2 separate regions of the Mus musculus genome follow, and region 2 is linked to region 1. The links are chromatin contacts, called in public promoter capture Hi-C maps. All regions are on one chromosome and are shown on one strand. The core of a region is the stretch at or near the end of the contact, and the rest is flanking DNA. Distances in the headings are between cores, read along the strand shown.

Region 1 (6,109 bases), core at 2,000-4,499:
GTCCATAACTGCTTTAGAGTATCTATGTAAGGCAAATACATCTCTTTTCTATAATTTAGCATTTTCAGTTCTAAGTATATACCCAACAAAAAAAATATGCTTACCAAAACCGCACATTGGCTCAGAGGTTAAGAGCACTGACTGTTCTTCAGAGGTCTTGAGTTCAATTCCCAGCAACCACATGGTGGCTCACAACCACCTGTAATGGGATTTGATGCTCTCTTCTGGTGTGTCTGAAGATAGAGGCAATGTACTCATACATATATTATTAATAATAGTAATAAAGAAAAGTCCTCAGTAATACTATTTACAACAATTTCAAAGCAGAAACTACCTAATGTACATCCCTCAGAAGACCTGATTAAAAAGAGCCATATAGTCACATGGAATACTGTATCAAAAAAATGCATAGGTAATTATATAAATGAATGTCACAAAGCAGCAAGGAAAAAGAAAAAGAAAGTATGTAAGTGATGCCTGACAGTGTACAGACAGTAAGAGCAGATGAAACTAATCTGGGTTAGTCATTACAGTTCTGAGTAGTACTTATCCTTAGGGTGGGAACCAGAAACTGACAAACAGCAGGAAGGAGGCAGTGGTGTTAGTGATGTTCCACTTATTATTCGCACACCCATCGTTGTGTACGCTCTTGGTATGTGTATATGCCTTATGTATACTCTCGTGTGACAATAATCAAAAAGTTAAGCAGAGAGCTGGAACAGTAAGTCTACACATATGATAATGGCAAAGCAGTAGATGAATAATTCATGCAGAGGCTAACGAGATGTTAAGAGCATTGATTGCTCTTCCAGAGGACGGGGGCTGGGGGGTTCAGTCACCAGCACCCACATGTAGGCTCACAACTGTTTATAACTCTAGTTACAGGGGATCTCACACACTCTTCTAGTCTCCAAGAGCACCAAGCACACATGTGGTGCATAGACATCCATGCAGGCAAACTATCCATGCACATAAAATAATAAAACATAAAAGCAATGCACTGACCAACAGAAAAGAAAACAGAAGGAGAATTCATGTAAATCAATTTTTAAGAAGCTAGGCTGAGAGTACTTATTAAGCATGGGGAAGCCATGAGTTCAACCCCTAGCACCAAATTTTTAAATGCTTAATAAATCTATAAATGTAAATCTAAGAAACATAATGTTTATATTATTGTGGGACATGATGGGATACACCTATAATACCAGGAGGCTAAGATGGGAGAGTTCAAAGTTCAAGACCAGCTTGGATTCCATACTAAGACCCTTTCTATCTCCGAAAAGAAAAGGGAGTGGATGAGTGGGAACAAGATTAATGACAAAGTTAAATTTACATAAAAATAGATTCAAAACTCTGTGGTACATCTTTCACACTAGAAAACCAAACCAAACCAAAACAAAACCCCATGCAAACATAGTCACACATTTGAAACTTCCAAGATCTTTTTTTTTTTTGCTTTTATCTTTTGTAACAAAATGTTTTCTAAGATAGGGTCTCTCCTATCTCACCCTAGTCTCTAACTCACTAAGTAGCTGATACTTTGAAGTTCTTATGATGCTCTTAAAAGCACCTTTTGAGTGCTGGAATCCCAGGCACGTGTATACCACCCTATCAGGTTTGTGTGGCGCTGCCAATTGAACCAAGAGACTTGTGCATTCAAGCCAAGCGCTCTACCCATTGAACTACATCCCCAGACCAATAAAACTCTGCAAACCAAAAACACACTTATTATGTCCAGAAACCAAAGAAAGCAGGGTAAAAAAATAAAAATTTCAGCCACCTACTTTTTTCTCCTCTTTATCTCCCACATTCAATCTGTAGCCATTCCCTCAATTTCATATTAGAGATGAATATCCAAGTCAGTATTAATTTTTCTGACTTCCAAAATGTATGCCTTTGTCCTCTCTACTCAAGTCCTCATATCTAGACCCTTCATAATAGCAAAGCAGTCATATTTCCCTCCTCGATACTGTAGCTATATTAAGTCACTTTGCAACCCTCCATACTCCAGCCCCTAAAGCTGCACGTTCAGTATTGTCACCCCACCCCGATCTTTGGCATACATAAAACCCTTTTCCTGGAGTACATTTTCTCCCATCAATCTTCCTAATTTCATTCAGAGCTGAAGATTTACCTAGGGTATCACTTGCTGTGTGTAGCTTTTTAAAGTGCTATGAGTGGACAATGGGTTCCAAATTATGCTTCCACGGGCAGTTTTTAGATATCTCAATACTTCACATTCTGTACCGTACCTCACCCTCCCATTATACACCACGGGGGATTTCTTCTCTTTCTCTTGTATGAATTCCCTGAAATCTAGTTGGCTGAGGGAAAGTATGGCATACATATTCAATACATACACATACACGTTCCAGGGTGTGGGTATTGACCTGTCTGATGGGGTAAAAATGGCACTAAAGCCATTAACTAGGCTTTATTTTTTAAATTCAAGATGGCAGAGACATCTTAAAATAGTCCAACACAAAAGCATTCACATCCAGACCAGAGCTTCCATTCAGAACTGGCTACACTTAGCGCAACAGCAAGGACAAAAGAATGGAACCTAGGTGCTGAGACGCCAGAGCTCACACCATTGGCCACAGGTCTCACTTAACAGACCTTAAACCCCACATAGAAAGGCACCTGCTGCCTGCCTGCATTCCAGAGGCCACACCTTGATGATGATGATTATGATGATGATGATGACCGGAGGCACTTATGGATTAACAGGCCCGCAAAAATCAAAGATAAAAAGGGAAGGAGGTTAAGTAGTAGACAGAATATCCAGCACGTTTCGGCCCCGCCCCAACGAGGCGCAGTCCAGGGCGGTGCAGCCATAGGGTAAGAACCGATCAAGGCTCCCGCCCAGGGCCGGTCAATTGCGCCGGGTCTGGGAATTCTGGGCGAGCTCGGGGCAGAGGCCAACCACGCCAGGATCCCCTGAGCTATACCTGTCAGGCGGCTGCAGCAAGTAGGCCCCGAAACAGCGGAGGATTGGGGACCCAGGCCCGCAGGCGCCCGTCACCCTATCCCTCCCCTCTGAATCGCTTTGCCTTCTCGCTCTTCCTTTAGTCCTTCGGAAACAAAGACGGTCCACACTCCCCGCCATTTTCTCCTCACCTCAAAAACCACCTCTTCGTCAAACTCCGGTGTCATCCTTCTCCGCCATACCACCCGCCTCAGCACGATGGGAAATGAAGGCAGGAGGGCGGGCAGCACCCAGGCTTCGGCTCCTGCCCACCTCGGGGGCACTGAAAACTACAACTCCCGGCATGCATCGCGACCCACGCCCCTTTCCGACCTGCTTATTGGAGAAGAGGGTGAGCGTGTAGGCTGGAGGGGCGGGAGCGGGCGGGCGTTCCAGAGCTCCTATTGGAGAGAGCTATGGCTTTTGTCTGCCTTTTACATCCCCTGACTACTAGGGGGCGCCTGGAGCGCGGATTTTTCTCTCAAGTTGAGGTGGGGCGCGCGTCCGCGAAGCCGCTGCGATCTCCTCTCGTGCGCGCGCCTGGCGATCGTCCCGGAGCGCGGCGGAGCGGCGCTCGTGCACGTCCCCCTGTCGCTGGCCGCTAGCGCCCGGGTCCGCCGGAGGGTCGCGGGAGCCGGCGTCCGTCCTTTGTGAGGCGCTCAGGCGGTGCGGGACGGAATGTGGGCGCTGCGGGGACTTTTGTCTTCTGCTCAAACTCTGGGGAGTGTGGACTGAACGGGAGCCATGGACTGAGGGCGTGAGCCGCGCGGGGCAGTCATGACTTCTGCCGCGGGTAAGTGGCTGCGCTCGCGCCGGGCTGGGGAGTAGTCGCGGCGGGCGCCGGCGGGCTCCGGCTCCCGCTGCGTTCCCCGCGGGTGGGCGGTGCGGGACTGGCGCCGGTCGCCCGCGCCCGCTGTGGGGTCCCCGGGATGCGTCCCCCACCCCTGAGCCCAGGTGATGGGACGGCGTCGCGGAGCTTGCTCGGGTTCCGTGACTTAGGCGCTGTCGCTGCCTGTGCGCGGTGTGGGAAGCGTGGAGTCCGGTGTGGAGGAGTCAGTTATTCTAAGCTAGGACAGTTTTCCAGCGAGTTGAAGAAACTCCGCCACTAGCCCGCGTTGCTTGAAAACCTAGTATTTATTGACTGAAACTCTTCGCGCTTGTAAGGAGGGTTGGATAGAGCTGTTTGCACCCTGGTGTTTTGAGCCCTATTACCTGAGTGAGTATGGACTATTAGTTGGTAAAATAAAACAAAACCGAGTTGCCCCCTCCCCTGCACCTACCCCTCCCTGTTTTTTGCTCATCTTCACCTTTTCCTTCCTTCCTTCCTTCCTTCCTTCCTTCCTTCCTTCCTTCCTTCCTTCCTTCCTTCCTTCCTTCCTTTCTTCCTCCCCCCCCCACCCCCCTCGTACCTGGACTGTGTAAACAAAGCCCTATTTTCAGTCTGCCTCCTTTCCACTCACCCAAATGACAAAGCCTCTCCTTACCTTTGTGTGAATTTAAGCACTTTGGCTCATTGTGTTGTGACCTTTTTAAGGAACAGTTTCTAATCTTCCAAATTTGTGTCCAAGGGACAGTCTCTTTATAAGAACACAGCACATTTTCAAAGCCAGAATTTAATAAGGTATGGGATATATTAAAGGCATCTTTATCCACATCAGAAGAAACTTTGATGAGAGATTTTGTAGTAAAAGAGCGTAAGTTTCACTTCAGTTAGGTCTAGAATTAGCACTTAAGTATCAGATTAAATTTTCTTTGCTTTTTTTGGCGTTTGTTTAACATTCCTGCAACTTGAAAACTGTCAGGAGAGCACACACACTAAATGTTCTGATTTGTACTTCTAAAGCCTTGAAGGAGTCACACTGCTAGGCAAAATCCGGATTACTTCAAACAGGCAAGAAATTAGTAACAATAAGAAAGTGAGACCTTTATTCTCTTTGAAGTGATGTGCATTCATCACGTGATCATCATGCACTGAGTTATTTACAAACGTTTCTCTCAGTTTTGGGATGTGTTCCATTTAAACAACGGATCGTTTTCAGCCCAAGTTTCTGTACCCTCGCCATCGTTCAGCTTTTTAAAATGACTGAATTAATATAATTAATTTAAAATAAAAACTTAAAACTTAATAATTAAAATTTCTAGAATTCAGTCAGGAAGTTTACGATTGTTTTCTTCAAATTAATCCAGAACAAGGCTAGCTATTTTTATACTTATCAACTTTACAATTAAGGAAATCCACAGCATTTTTGTGGTATTTAAAAGAGAGACACTTCCTGTGTCTAGCTGAGTGAGTTGATTTTTTTTTTTTTTTAAGAATGGCTTGCTGAGAATCATTACTTTTTTGCTCACCGATTTGATGAGATTTATTGTAAGTTTTTGTTACATCTAGGGGGATACGGAAGAGGACTGAGGTTTCTCTTTCCTGCCCATTATATGAAGTTATACATACATTTCCTTGCTAGTCGTGTGTGTGTGTGTGGGGGGGGGTTTCATAATAATGAAATTTATTAAAGCTTTGGGGAAAATTACTAATGAAGCAGAGCGTTAGTTTTAGCCTGATCTAGTGTAGTTGGGAAGGGTGGCCTAATTTATTATTAGGGGGCTGTTGTACCACCTTTAAGTGACAGGTGTCCCGAGGAAGAGTTTGCTTTGGTTTTGCTTGTTTTTATACAGCGGTTGAAGTGTGAGCTCATAGAGGAGATTTTTTGAAGTATTCTGAGTAGTACATGGAATAAAAGAGAGTTAATTAAAAGTAGCTTTCCATCATAGTGTGCATAAACATCTCACTATTCTCATTCATGCCTGTACGGTTTTGTTTGGGGCCTCGTGGAATAGCCCAGAGAGAGAGTGTGCTCGTGAGCCACGGCCACCTGTGTGTAACAGATGACAAATCTGTTTATAGCAGTAAGACAGCAGTGGTCCTTTCTACCTTCGCTTTCCCCTGCAGCCAGACAGCTGTGTAAATAGAAGATTTGCCGAATTGCTCTAAGGAAGCATTTGGGTCTGGATGTTAATATTAATATCAAGATCCAGAGGTGCAGCATTCATTTCCAAACAGTGTGTACTGACTATAGGTTTTGAGCATTGGAGTGAATCATAACATAATGTCTTATTGGTGTTGTTTTGAGCCATTCTTCTTTC
Region 2 (5,934 bases), core at 2,033-4,532, 570 kb after region 1:
TTCAACACCACTCCTTCCCTTCCTCCCATTTCTCCTCCCACTCCTCTCATTCCTCCTCCCAGTCTTCCTCCTATTCCTCCTCCCCTCCTCCCATTCCTCTTCCCCCTCCTCCCATTCCTCTTCCCCCTCCTCCCATTCCTCTTCCCCCTCCTCCCATTCCTCTTCCCCCTCCTCCCATTCTTCCTCCTCTCCTTCCTCCTCCCATTCCTCCTCCTCCCATTCCTCCTTCCCCTCCTCCTATTCTTCCTTCCCTCCTCCCATTCCTTCTCCCCCACCAACCCCCCCTCAAATCCTTTTCTCTCCTCCCCTTCATTACCAAGTTTATTAATGAAATAATGTCTACCCTCCACCTCTGGATTCCTTAATCCACTGAACCTCTCCCCTGCCCTCAGCAGTGCCCTAACTCTCCCCTAGTGCATCCCTAGTGCATCCCTCAGGCCAGAGGTGGCAGGCATGGTTTCCCTATCTGCATTGCTGCTGCGTTGCTAGCGTCTTTCAGCTGAAGGGCTTCACTGCCAACTGGAATGTACATGGGTACCTCGGATCCTCACTCAGGTCTGTGTGTGCACATCTGCATGGCCAGAACGTCATTGGCTGAGCCCTCTCCCTAGCCTGGAAATGACTGTGTTATGTCTGTTTCTGGAATAGCTAGCCAGCTCCTTGTGGCCAGAGCCCCGGCTCACTCACCTGTGGCTTTTCCCAGGACCTGGACAGGTACCAGATGTGTAGGTAGCACTCCATCCATGTAATGAACCATTTACTATGTAAGTAAATTTCCCATGAATGCTTGCTTCCTTCTCCCCTAGATTGTGAGCACTTGGTGCGGTGGCTCTCGGCCTTCCTAAGGCTGTGACCCTTTAATATAGTTCCTTGAGATGTGGTGACTCCCCCCCAACCATAAAATTATTTTCTTTGCTACTCCACAACTGTAAGTTTTTTGCCATTATGAATCATAACGTAAATATCTAATATGCATGATATCTGACATGTGACCGCTGTGAAGGAGTCGTTTGACTCCCAAAGGGATCTTGACCCACAGGTTAAAATCCAGACTCAGAGCAACCTGAACTATTCCTTCACCTGCCACACCCGATGGTGTTTTGGAATCTCCAGGATGAATTGTGTTTCTCAGCCTCCAACCAGAAACCTCTCCTGGTGCAGAGGGAGAAAGGTCCTGACTACAGTGTAGCCCCCTGGGATGCACTCCTCCACCTCAGCTATACTCCCCTGACACAGACTCTCCCACTCACCGGTCCTTCTCATCCTCCTCTCAGCCCCAAATTAGAGGAAATTTGGGGCCATAAAGTAGGCCTAGTAAAACATAGCCAGAATCTCATCTCAGTGAAAATAGACACACCTCAGAACCTAGCCCAGAGGTTCTGCCTTTTTCTTTTTCTTTTTCTTTTTAATTGTATTTATTCATTCATTCATTCATTCATTCATTCATTTACTTATTTATTTAATGTATTCACTTTATATCACTGTCACCCCCTCCCACAATCCCTCCCCCTCCCCTTATTTTCTGAGCAGGTGGGGCCCCCTGGGTATCCCCGCCTACATCCTGACATTTCAAATCTCTACAAGCTAGCTATTTCCTCTTCCACTGAGGCCAAAGAACCCAGCTAGAAGAACATATCCCATGTACACGCAACAGCTTTGGGATATGTTCAGGACCCACATGAAGAAGCTATATACATCCTCTACATATGAGTGGGGAGGCCTTGGTCCAGCTCCTGTCTGTTCTTTGGTTGGTGGTTCAGACTCTTTTTTTTTTTTTCCATTTTTTATTAGGTATTTCGCTCATTTACATTTGCAATGCTATACCAAAAGTCCCCCATAGCCACCCACCCCCTCTCCCCTACCCACCCACTCCCCTTTTATGGCCCTGGCGTTCCCCTGTACTGGGGCATATAAAGTTTGTGTGTCCAATGGGCCTCTCTTTCCAGTGATGGCCGACTACCCCAAGGGTCCAGGTTAGTTGACTCTGTTGGTCTTCCTATCTCCTTCTGGTCACACAATCCTTCCTCCTGTTTTTCCATAAGAGTCCCCATTGTTTTGCTGTGGGTGCCTGCATCTGTCTGAGTCAGCTGCTGGGTGGAGCCTCTCAGAGGACAACATGCTTCTGTCTGCAAGCATAATAGAGTATCATTAATAGTGCCAGGGATTGATGCTTGCCCATGGGATGGGTCTCAAGTTGGGCTGGTTATTGGTTGCCAAACTTTGTTTTTGACTGACACATTTCTGGGATTTGATGTGATGATACACACACACACACACACACACACACACACACACACATTGTGTGATGACCAATTGGGAATGGTATATATCTCAAGCACTTGTCATTTCTTTGTGCTCTGAACATTCTGCTCCCTCATCTATTTTGAAATAGATTGTGGCTAAAACATTGTCACCTCTGCTATTTTCCACTTAGTGAAACACCGGGCACACTTCTGTAGTCAAGAAACAAAGACAAGTAAGTTGTAAACCAACCTTCCATCTGTAGAAAAATCCTGCTGGGGGTGGGGGGGCTCATTTTATGCAAACAATTGCTTGAGAGTAAGTTGCCAATCAGTTATTCTACCTGATATTTATAGGCGATTATACACTGGCACAATTCATTACCTCAGTATAGTCATTACTTCTGTGTGTAATTCTTAAAGCTAAAGACCATCTTCTGTGGCCCAGAGATATGGCTCAGTGGCTAAGAGTGTGTGTCGTGCAAGCATGAGGACTGTGAGTTCAAATCCCCAGCACCTGTGTAAAAGGACAGGCTTGGTGCACCTGTAACCCCAGGATCATGGGAGTGGAGACATGATTGCTGAGGCTGCTTCCTGCTAGCCTAGCTCAAAGTCCATGAGAGACCCTGTCTCAGAGGAATGAAATGGATATTTGATAGAACAGGGTACTGAACATCCTCTTCTGACCTCTGTACTCTCTCTTTCTCTCTCTCTCTCTCTCTCTCTCTCTCTCTCTCTCTCTCTCTCTCTCTCTCTCTCTCTCTCACACACACACACACACACACACACACACACACACACAGTAGATGTCCAACTGACTCCAGATCCCTTTTAAATTTTCCTAACACCCTTTGCAGGAAAAGGAAGCTGCTCAGAGTTACAGCTATCCTCGCTTATCTCTGGTCAGTTCCCCACTCTTTCCTTGATGGCTGTGACTATCCATTTTCAAAGAGTTTTTCCTTTGTATCAGGTTCTTCGATCTGATATTTCCTCATGACTCACTGCAAGTTGTCTATCTTTGGTCAGAATTGCGGAAGTGACTCCTCATTCTCATCGCTTCCTCTCTGATGAGGCGGTTTCTGTCTATTCCATTGCTGATGGTCTTACATCGCTCATTCAGTGAAGACCCTTAGTCTTCAGCCATTCCACCTTACATGACCCTAAGTTCCTTAGAAAAGGGACTCTGGACCTGCATATCCCCTCATACTTTAAGTTTATTCATGTACTTATTTGGATCAACATAGAGGCAGACTCACAGACTCATCTCAACAGTCTTTAGTGACCTTCTGGCATGTTGCCATTACACCTGAGCCATCACCTTGACTTTTGACACAAGGTACTCCACGCTTGTGCACTTCCCTTTCCCTAGACCTAAGTTGTATGTTCTCGCAGGGATCTCAGATTCTCCTTAGTGAGAAACGGTATTTAAAAGACAATATCTGGGGGCTAGAGAGATGACTCAGCGGTTAAGAGCACTGACTGCTCTTCCAGAGGTCCTGAGTTCAATCCCAGCAACCACATAGTGGCTCCTAACCATCTGTAATAGGGTCTGGTGCCCTCTTCTGGTGTGTCTGAATGGTGGTACATAAAATAAAAGAAAAAAAGAGAAAATACTTAAAATACAATATATGGTGCTATGTCTTCTCTTTATTCTCAACACCCCTAGATCCTCCTAGCAGACAGAGCGGGGAATGCATGGAGTGTCTGTATGGGTGTGTGCATGTGTGCTAATGTATAATGATACATATAAAAATGTATCCGTTTAATGGGCTGCATGGCCCCCTAAAATGAATATACTATATGGAATACTTGGAGACCGGGCCTTGGAGGAGGTGACTAATGGTTGGTTTGGCCATTGGGGTGGTATCTCCATGAATAGCCTTATAAGAAGAGAAGTGAAGGTGGAGAAATTATTTGGGGATTAAGGGCAGAGACTGCTCTTGCGGAGGAACCAGCGTCAATGTCTAGCACCCATACTGCATGACTCACAACTGCCTGTAATTCTAATGCCAGGAGATTTTCCAGTCTCTTCTGGATCTCACAACACCTGTACTTATAAGTGTGCATGTGCACACATGCATATATCCATATCCATATGCGTCCGTACTCACAAACACACACACACATTTAAACATCCTTTAAATCTTAAAAACAATATGAACAGCTGTTAGAACTTGCTTTTTGTATGTACCATTTAAGAACACGGCAAGAAGACAAGCATCCACAAACTAGGCAATGGCCCTCAGCATGGACCAACTTAGCTAACAACCTGGTCTAACCCCATAGCCTCCAGAGCTTAGGAAATACATGGCTGTCCCTCAAGCAACATAACCTGCAGTTTTTGTCATAGCAGCCGGAAATGACTGAGAATATCTATACTTGTTTGTGTATAATTTCACACAGATGCGCACTTAAACCCACACTTATTTCTGCATCTGATTATATGTCGGCAATCAAGGGTGCACACCTCTGACATCAACCAGCATGGCTAAATTTATCCCAGCTTCCCTCCTTTCTGGACTTGAAACTCTTGCCTCCAACAAGGAAACCACCAGCTTCCACTTTCAGTGAAGGATAACTTTTGATGTTTCCTGGCTTCCATGGGAGGAGTTCCATTGTATTAAACCCATCGCTGAATAGAAAATATCCTAAGCTGAAATGCATTTAATATCCCTCACCTAGCAAACATCAGCCTTAACATATCCTGAGACCAGGAAAAGATCCATGCTCAGAACATGGAGTTCGCAGGCATGTTGCTTCCATGCCAATTCAGAGTTGACAAACTTTAAGTAGAACCTCAGAAGTCAAATTGTCTGCTCTCACTCACCTGACCAACCCTCTGTATACAAGTAACAGCTCACCTCTGTTGCCTTGAGTACACAGTGTTTGGTTACTCGCATGCCATGCTGGACTGCTGATGTGTTGGGTCACCTGCCTCATCCCGCTGGGGCCTCTAAAACCCTTGGCAGGTTGCCCTGTTTTATGTGCCTAGGACCTCTCATTTCTTTCATTCCATGAAACACTTCTCCTTGCTCACTTCTTCCCCCCCCCCCCCCCCCCCCACTGCTTAACTGCCATCCTCAAGCCCTGCTCTACACTCTAGGCTACCAACTCTTTCTCCACAGCCCCATGCCTGGCTCTGCCCCTCTGCTAACCAACTTAGAACTATATGGTTCAGGATGGGATAGGAAGGCAATAGGAACAGGAAAAGCAAGATCTCTATGCATGTTTCTCCTAGAAGCCATAGAAAATGACTAGGAGACACTGGGAAATACAGACCAGAAAAGAACCAGTCTTTCCCCTAGAGCAAACCATCACTGTCACTTTCCCTACAAAACAAAGCACACAAAGCAGTACTAGGAAAAGCTGCTGGTTTCTTCTGCTGCAAGAGGACTACGCAGCTGAGGTTGAAATGTTCAGAGGTCACATTTCCTCCCACCCATTCTCAGACACTACACCTGTGCCTGCCATGCTAGCTCCTATGCGTGTGCGTTATGTATGTTCTCTGTATGGCTAGACTTTCATCTGTCTTGTTTATTTTCTATATGCATTGCTTTGTTTTAAAACTGATAAGCTTTCTGCCTATTTCTATACTTAGGTCCTTCCATGGTGTCATTTTTAAGTGATTTTATTGCTTCCCATCATGTATGTGTTTAATCTATATAGTCTGTTGTTGGCTGACTGCCATATTTAC

The links. Promoter capture Hi-C pulls out the DNA fragments that hold promoters and counts their contacts.
Region 2: a contact with region 1 is called in a promoter capture Hi-C map of the HPC-7 cell line, with 5 times the contacts expected there. The contact joins the enhancer-like site here to the promoter of Vezt in region 1. A contact is called at or near these places in 12 of 39 promoter capture datasets (the 3T3-L1 cell line, 3T3-L1-derived adipocytes, the HPC-7 cell line and 8 more), 1 of 484 Hi-C or Micro-C datasets (the N1E-115 cell line) and 1 of 9 other capture datasets (embryonic stem cells).

The regions. Positions count from the first base shown.
Region 1 is chr10:94,032,550-94,038,658 of GRCm38.p6, forward strand. Vezt (vezatin, adherens junctions transmembrane protein) reads right to left here and starts at 3,250. Exons shown (of 12, transcript NM_172538.5): 1 at 3,121-3,250. The coding sequence starts at 3,156. It overlaps Fgd6 (FYVE, RhoGEF and PH domain containing 6), which reads left to right and starts at 3,452. Exons shown (of 21, transcript NM_053072.3): 1 at 3,452-3,761. The coding sequence starts at 3,746.
Region 2 is chr10:94,597,964-94,603,897 of GRCm38.p6, forward strand. Gm32898 (a long non-coding RNA gene) reads right to left here. Exons shown (of 5, transcript XR_001779842.1): 5 at 2,087-2,126. Among named protein-coding and RNA genes, the nearest start is that of Mir7211, 15 kb to the left of the region's middle. Within about 2 kb of position 3,283, at least 11 of the 459 cell types and tissues checked have an H3K27ac peak or open chromatin away from gene starts, as enhancers often do. A contact at or near this core is called in the HPC-7 cell line, where this site is marked.